3 separate regions of the Sus scrofa genome follow, and all the other regions are linked to region 3. The links are chromatin contacts, called in public Hi-C and HiChIP or PLAC-seq maps. All regions are on one chromosome and are shown on one strand. The core of a region is the stretch at or near the end of the contact, and the rest is flanking DNA. Distances in the headings are between cores, read along the strand shown.

Region 1 (2,700 bases), core at 48-2,547, 140 kb before region 3:
AATAGTTTGTACCTGCCCTCCCCACTGGTAACCACTGGTTTGTTCTCTGTATCTGTGTGTTTTAACCACCAATTTTTTTTTTTTTTGGTCTTTTTGCCTTTTCTAGGGCTGCTCCCGCGGCATATGGAGATTCCCAGGCTAGGAATCCAATCAGAGATGTGGCCACCGGCCTATGCCAGAGACACAGCAACGCAGGATCCGAGCCACGTCTGCAACCTACACTGGATTCTTAACCCACTGAGCAAGGCCAGGGATCGAACCTACAACCTCATGGTTCCTAGTCGGATTCGGTAACCACTGCGCCATGATGGGAACTTCTAACCACCAATTTTTTAAAGCTCTCTAGAAGACTCCATTTTTGGCTGAGTTGAGACCCTTGTACTGATCATGTACTAAGAGTGCCTGGCAGAAATGCACAGAACTCTATTATGTATGTGTTGTGGTAATTGCAAACTGCCTACAATGACATATGCAAGGGGGAAAAAAACCCACTAAAATGCAGTTCTATACCTTCAAAAACTTCTTTAAAGCTTTGTCTGAAAACATGTGTAGAAAAGACCAGAAGCCAAATGATGAAATTTTCTCTTGGTTAGTTTCAAGATAGGGAGCTAGAAGGAAAAAACTCAACAGACTTCAGAAATGCAAAGGATTCAACAGCTGTTACCTGGATTGAAGTGGGAAGTCAGCAGACCTATTTTTAGGCATTGCACTGAGAGGTGATCCCTTCTATCACACCCTGCTGGAGAGGGCTTGCCCAGAGGAGATCAAGTTTTAAAACCACATTCAATAAAAGAAACTATTCTATAAATTGTAAACAGACCCAGCAGCATGGAAGCCATCTCAATACCATCTCAAGCCACAGGTTGAGGAAGGTTAAATTGAGTATATGGTTTTAAAAATAGATTTTAGGAGTTCTTATCATGATTCAGTGGTTAACGAACCCGACTAGTATCCCTGAGGACCTGGATTTGATCCCTGGCCTTGCTCGGTGGGTTAAGGATCTGGCATTGCTGTGAGACGTGGTAGGTTACAGATGCTCTTGGATCCTGCACTGCTGTGGCTGTGGTGTAGGCTGGCAGCTACAGTTCCAATTCCCTGGCTAGCCTGGAACCTCCATATGCTGCAGGTATGGCCCTAAAAAGACCCCCCCCCCCAAAAAAAAAGATTTTAATGTCTGGTTTGATTGAAAAATTTTTTTCAGAGGAAATAAATTCCAGAAAATGTTGGTAGTTAATACCAGGTGAAATCACACTATTAGCAATAGTCCAAAAATAAATGTAACAGGAAGAGAGGAAAGAGGCAGGATGGGTGGATCTAGCTCACTAGTGACTGGAAGGAATTGCCACAGAGGACAGGGGAGGCTTATCACCTACTCTTCTGCTTTTGTACCAAAGACATAAAGCATCAGCAGATGCTTTCGAGAAGTTTCTATGATGACTTGATGTCTGAGGAAGAAGAATGACAAATAGATTTACTTCAGAGGTTTGAAAGGAATGAGATATGATGAAACTATTGCAATTTTTGAAAGGAATAAACTAATTATAATGTGCAAAGAAAATTAGTTTTGTTTTTAAAAACAGTGAGATGACCTGAAATTATGTTGAAATCAAGAACATTTCAGTTTGAAATCAATAATTATTCCAAGTAGAAAGGAACCAAATTCATATATGTGGGTCTATTCCATTTTTCACACTTTTAGGTGCTATATTGCATGTGGTCTTATATATTACAATTCCTTGTCCATTATCAAGATCCATTCAGTACTTCTATGTAGAATAAATTGAAAACAGATACTTTAGGGCTCCTTTGTGTTTACAGTCATATATTAGTAACATTAAGCCCTGATGGAACTCTGTGCCTGAAGTTTACCCAAATGTGATATAGAGAGTAGATCTCAGGTTAAGAGTTCTTAATCACACTAAAAACTATTTTAAAATAAATGTACAGATACAGAAAAAATTACTTCATTCATTTATTCTTCCACAGACTTTCCTTGTTTGTGCCAATAAATGTGCCAAACACTACTTTAGGCATTCAGATGTATATAAATAAACCTGAAATCTTCTCAGCCTTCAAGGGACTCTTGGTCTGTAGAGTGGAAGATGGGAGAGGAATTATATCAAAGAAAGGTGAGGAATGTGATGCACTGAAAGATGTTCTTGAGCATCTAGAGAAGAAGCAGATGGAGGAGTGGGCAACCTTCCTGGAAAGGCATGGGGATGAAAAGACTGCAGGATGCAGGTTTGGCCTGGCCAGGAGGTCAGAGCTGCAGGGCATAGTGACAAGAGCAGGTCTCAAGGATGAGTGGAATGCATGGACCAGGCTCTGACAGTTGCTCAGACTTCCCTTGTTTTTGATGACTTTGAGAGTTTTGAGAAGTACTGGTCAGCTGTTTTGTAGAATGTCCCTCAATTTGGGCTTGTGTGATGTTTTTTCATAGAGTGGAGTTAAAGGTTTTTGGAGGAAGACTGCATGAAAAAAGTATAATCACATTAAGGGTACAGACTATCAATATGACTTATCAGTGAAGACATTGACCTTGATACGCTATCTAGGGTGGTGATCATCAGTTTTTTCCTCTTTTTTCCATACTGTCCTCTTTGTAAGGAAGCCACTATGCTCAGCCTACCTTTATGGGGTGGGGGGCCTGGCCCACCCCCTTGGGAGCATGTAGATAAACATTTGAGTTCTTCCACAAGG
Region 2 (2,700 bases), core at 96-2,595, 170 kb before region 3:
GGTTCCACCTGATACCTTGGACTCTAGCAGAACCCTAGGGATTTTAACTGCTGACTCCCATCAGCCCTTGTGTCCTTGTCCAACCCATCCCCCTTTTCTCTAATTATGACTGGATTGATGACAGAATTGGGCATCTTTGGGGAGAGAGACCTAAGAATTGTTCTAGGATTCTGTCATGTCAGAGATTCTGTTCATGATTAAGGAGGTTGTGTCCCAAGGCTAGCAGTGTTTTGAACCTTGTGTCAGGAGTAATTTTAGAGCATGCTTGCTTCCAGAAGGGCTGGAAATGTGAAGCTGGGCTTGGTCCCCTGCAAGTTAGGGAAGAGAGTCTGTGGTGGCAGTTTGGGTAGAGCCACTGAAGAGTTGGTCCTTTGCTTAAAGGTGGGAGGTAGGAGTTGGGATGTTCAAGGAAGTTGAATTGGCAATGAACTGAACTTCAGCTGACTTCAGCTTGAATGTAAGGTTGCCTGGTAAATGGGTCTCAGAGGGCTCTCCAAGGTTAATGTCTTCTGTTCCACAAAATTACATGAAGTTTCCTGTTCTGTGGCCTTTCTAATAGTAATGGATCACCAGTAATGGATCTCATTTGGAAGGATGGTACTCTTCAAGATTTTACCTCCTTCAAGAGGCAGTCTCTAAGAGAGAATCTCAAGGGTGAATGACACTCAGTCTCTCAGATGGGAAAACATACCTTAGAAGATGTGGTTATGGTTGTCATGCACTATAAAGCCACACAGTGAGAGGAAATGTGGCTTATCCTGTGCAGCTCAAATAAGAATTTAAGAACTCTTCAGGAAGACTGCAGAGTTCAGGAAGATCAATGAGGAAAAAACCAAACTCAAGCAAATACAATTTGCTGAAGCGAATATCTAGAGTGGGCATGGGGAAAGGATAGGAAATCTGGCAGAGGCTAGAGAGGCAGACAAACCCAACTCCATTTTCCCCTAACTCTGAAGGCTATGATCTGGTTAAAATTTCAGGGACCTCTCAATACCAACTGCCACACACCCCCACACACGCACACCCCATCTTATCCCCATGCCACTGCCCTTGCCCTGCCATTCAGCCCACACCTGCCTGGCTCCCAACAGAGCCTCAGTTTCCTTTCTAGTCATAGGTCATTCGAACATGAATGCAAGGCAATTCAAAGATCACCAGAGAATTTGTATTTCTCTTAAAACGTCCCTCATAACATAAGTGCCCTGTTAATATAATCTTAGAAATAGTTTTCAAAGTTCATAAGGGTTGCAAAAGTTCGACTTGATCTGTTCACGTAGACACATGTGACTTCCCGGCTCCCCTTTCTCCTTCTATTTTTATCAGCTGTCCTACAGGAGATCAGCTTTCTTCACAGCATCTGATATAAATAACCTCAGTTCTCTCAGTGTGATCTGCTCAAGATTTCCAGGTAGTTCATGGCTATTTGTATTCATGGTTGGTCAGTGATAGGTTTTTGTGACTAATATAAATGAATATTTGTCATAGAAAATGAAATAACCATTACACCTTGCCTCAATAATTTTATTAAAAGCTTGACTATTCTTGATGAGCAGGTGAGTGGAGTTTAACACTACAGCAACGTTCAGAAACAAGCCGCAGTGGTGGTCTTTTCAGACTCTGCCCTTGAGTTGGAATTCCTGTGAGAGACTCTGTTAGACCAAAGTTGTCTGATCTCTCCCACATCTGCCCTGATGTCTTTCAGAGCTAGGCAGTGGGGGCTACTGCTTCTTTTCACGCCCCTTACAGTGTAACTGAAAGAAATCTTAAGTATTCTTGTGTCTCGGAGAAAAGTATCAGTCAACAAAAGCTGGAGTATCAAACAAGCCTCTAAAGTTTTTATCTCAAAATTGTCCATGTTGAAGGCTCCTCTCTGTAGCTTCTGCACAGGACTCTTCGAAACCTTTGGTCATTTTAACCATTTTAGATGTAACTTGATCTAAAATGCAGCTTCCCTTCAGGTAATGTAGCAGCAGTCACTCACTACTTAGAAAAATTCAAAATCAAACTATGAAGTAGCAGTAGAAGTATCACTATATACTTAAAAGCATTAATAGATAAGTAAGCTATAGTTTTGCTCTAGTGATGATGAGTCCAAGTGTTATTAAATCTAATTAATAAAATCTTTCGTAACATAAAGAATGTATTTCATTATTTTTCATGATTTTAGTCATTAAAATGTAATTTAATTATGTTAATAGAATTTTAATGGAATTTAATCTAACATTACCATGCAGCTTCGTAATCTGAAATATAAAATAAATACAAGCCAATTTTATTTTCATTTTTCATTATACAGTATAATGGAGGAAAATAGCATAACAGCAATTTCACAAATTCAATTTATTAACTTCTGTGGTAGTGACCATACCAATATTGTGTTACCATAAACATACGCCCTTTGAACATCCAGATCCCATTAGGGATCTGTTAGGACTGTGCTTGTGTTCACTGTGTATCCATCACAAGCAGCTTATAAAGAAAAGGGTGCTACAGCTGGATTCTGCTTTCGGGTTTGTATTTTTACCAGGTCAGTAACACAGACCTTCACAAACCAGGTCACAAACACCACAGCCTTCTCTCTGGTGAACTGGTAATTCTAATCTAAACCCTTCCTATCTTACCAAGAAGTCCTAACTGAAGTAAAAATCAAGTGCTGGATACAGTATGAGTTTTTGTTATTGTAGCCCTCATGATAAGCCA
Region 3 (2,700 bases), core at 94-2,593:
CCATGAAGACACAGGTTCGATCCCTGGCCTCACTCAGTGGGTTAAGGATCCAACATTGCTGTGAGCTGTGGTGTAGGTCATAGACACGACTCGGATCTGGCATTGCTGTGGCTGTGGCATAGGCTGTCGGCTACAGCTCTGATTCAACCCCTAGCTTGGGAACCTCCATATGCTGTGGCTGTGGCCCTAAAAAGACACACACACAAAAAAGTTAAACTACTCTGAGGGGCGATTTGGAAATTAGTGGATTTTTTTGTCTTTTTCATGATCATACCATGAATGGGACTAAAGAGGCAATTTGACATTTAAACAAATGATCTTCTCCTTTACTCTTAAATACAGTCTGCATTGTTTGTAATACATGTTATCATTCCACATTATTATTATTTTTCTAGTTAAAAGTGTGGTTCAAATGTTTTCAAAAGCATCAATCTCTTCCACAGACACTAAGATAACCCCACCACCTCCTTGCACCATATGGAATCTGCATCCTAAATTACAACTGTTGTGGGGGCCTATCACCTCAGGTGGGTGTGAACATTGAGGGACTTATAGTGTCAAGTGAATATAAAGCTGATCTCACTGAGATGAGGTTTATTTTTAGTTATTACCAGTTTTTGAAAACTAAATTATAGAAAATAGCAATCATTCTCTAATGTGTTGAGTCTTAAAATTAATAAGGCAGCTGTTAATAATAGCATGTTTTTTTTTAACAAAACTCCAGAAACACCTGTACTTCTTTATCAGAAATCTTTGAAATGATGTGCTAGTCAAAGAGTGTCAAAGTGTCATTTGAAAATCATTGAATAAATGCTAGGCGCAGTTTACTACTAAGAGTGAATTAACTACATTTTCAGTAAGGATGCTTTGGCAGAAACTCTACCATTACACTGGCTGGATTCCAAACTGTTTTAATACCTACCTGCTGTGTGATCCTGAGCAAGTTACTTCTCAGTGCCTCGGTTTCCTCATCTGCAAAATAAGGAGATAAAAGTAATACACAGTGATAGCTAAAATTTACCCAGATCCTTCTTTGCACCAGGCATTGTGCTGTTCAAGTGAGAGAGACAGACAGGAAGACAGATAGACAGGAAAAGAACAAGAAAGAGAAAGAGGCAGAGAGAGAGACAGAGAGATGGTGGATAGATGTTACATGCCTCATTCTGACCTAGGATCAATTATGCATGTAATCCTCACAACAACCAGGTGAGATAGGCACTGTTATTTTCATCTTTTCACAGATAAGGAAACTGAGAAACCAAGAAGTAAAACAGCTTGCCCAGAGGCAGCTAAATGCCAGGGTCTAATTTAGACGCAGGCTGTTTACCCTCTAAATCTGTCCTCAGCCACTTAACTACCCTACAATGCTTGATCCACACATCTATGTAGGACTATTGCTTAGTGAAATTATATACATAAAACAATTCAGACCATTGTGTGGTCTAGTCGATTCAGTGAGCACTAATTACTATTACTGGTTTTTAAAATTATAGACCCTATTTCACTATATGTTGTCTCTTTTATTGCATTAAATATGTAACAGTCCACTCCATTTTTTTTATGCCATTGTTAGCTATGTTTTATGGAATTTGGTAAGATTACCTTAGGGTCAACATAAACTAAAAAGGCATTACACATTTTTGGTTTCTATAATTTCATACACCAGAGTGTGAAAGTCAGTTTTTTAAAAATAGTTTATTCTTTCATTTTTTTCCTACCCATAATCAGAAATAAGGCACCTACTATATGTTTAGCAGTATTCCAGGACCTATTCTATGGCATTCTGCGGAGAACACGACCGATAGGGTCCTGGCCATCACAGAGCTTACCTCCTAGTAAATCATTTTGTCATTGACTCAATTCCAGCTTGAGCCTTTAATCCTTGGAAGCAGTGCCACAACTAAAATTGAAATCTTCCATCAGTCAGCATTTGGTTTAGCAGGGTGATGCATTACACAGGCCACAGTTGGCCGTGTCACTGGCTTTTCCCCCATGCATTTAAGAAAAGGCATTTTGGGATCTCTGAGAACTGCACCCCTAAGTGAATCCCATGGGAGAAGAATGTACTGGCCATGTTTCTCTACATTGGCCGTGAGTCGATGGCTTTTAAGTCAAACCATTTTCCCCATAACAGCATGGAGAAAAGCCATCAGAGTTCCAAAATAGAAGCTGAGGATTTTAGATTCCTGAGAACAGAATTTGACACTCTTCTTAGTCCCTTATGTTGTTTCCTCCTGCACTTTTTAAAAAATTTTCCGTATTCTGCTATCAATATCATATGAAATGATATATTAATGAAGGCTTTTTATATCAGATTATGTCCCTTGACTAGACAAAGAAAAACCACTCATTATTATAACAATGTTATCATTCAATACACTTTTTAAGTCATTTTATTTGAAGGGGAATTAATAAGCTTAAAAATTAAGGGGGGAGCATGAATGTTTCTGTATTCTGCATTTTTGATGATCTATCCCTAAGATATGTCAGGGAGAAAGGTAATTTACATATATTGAACACTCGGAAATTTAACATACATAATCTCATTTAATTCTCACAACAACTCTGGAAGTAAATACATAATCACCATTTAACCACTTGAAAATGGAGATTCGGGAAAGCCATGTATCTGGCCCATGTTCACTGCAGAAGCAGAGCCAGGCCTCAACCAGTAGTGCCCAATGGCCGTGTCTTTTCCCT

What was found. A called contact is a pair of places that touch in the nucleus more often than the background predicts. HiChIP or PLAC-seq counts read pairs in DNA pulled down with a chosen protein or histone mark.
Region 1: a contact with region 3 is called in a Hi-C map of skeletal muscle, with 5 times the contacts expected there. The contact joins two enhancer-like sites. A contact is called at or near these places in 2 of 47 Hi-C or Micro-C datasets (both in skeletal muscle) and 1 of 2 datasets of contacts at active chromatin or transcription factors (skeletal muscle).
Region 2: an H3K27ac HiChIP or PLAC-seq map of skeletal muscle shows a contact between it and region 3. The contact joins two enhancer-like sites. A contact is called at or near these places in 4 of 47 Hi-C or Micro-C datasets (embryonic fibroblasts, psoas muscle and skeletal muscle) and 1 of 2 datasets of contacts at active chromatin or transcription factors (skeletal muscle).

What each region holds. Positions count from the first base shown.
Region 1 is chr1:52,573,579-52,576,278 of Sscrofa11.1, forward strand. The region is part of intron 1 of KCNQ5 (potassium voltage-gated channel subfamily KQT member 5); the gene reads left to right. Among named protein-coding and RNA genes, the nearest start is that of KCNQ5, 140 kb to the left of the region's middle. Within about 2 kb of position 1,298, at least 1 of the 83 cell types and tissues checked has an H3K27ac peak or open chromatin away from gene starts, as enhancers often do. A contact at or near this core is called in skeletal muscle, where this site is marked.
Region 2 is chr1:52,542,791-52,545,490 of Sscrofa11.1, forward strand. The region is part of intron 1 of KCNQ5 (potassium voltage-gated channel subfamily KQT member 5); the gene reads left to right. Among named protein-coding and RNA genes, the nearest start is that of KCNQ5, 110 kb to the left of the region's middle. Within about 2 kb of position 1,346, at least 3 of the 83 cell types and tissues checked have an H3K27ac peak or open chromatin away from gene starts, as enhancers often do. A contact at or near this core is called in skeletal muscle, where this site is marked.
Region 3 is chr1:52,713,873-52,716,572 of Sscrofa11.1, forward strand. The region is part of intron 1 of KCNQ5 (potassium voltage-gated channel subfamily KQT member 5); the gene reads left to right. Among named protein-coding and RNA genes, the nearest start is that of DPPA5, 270 kb to the right of the region's middle. Within about 2 kb of position 1,344, at least 1 of the 83 cell types and tissues checked has an H3K27ac peak or open chromatin away from gene starts, as enhancers often do. A contact at or near this core is called in skeletal muscle, where this site is marked.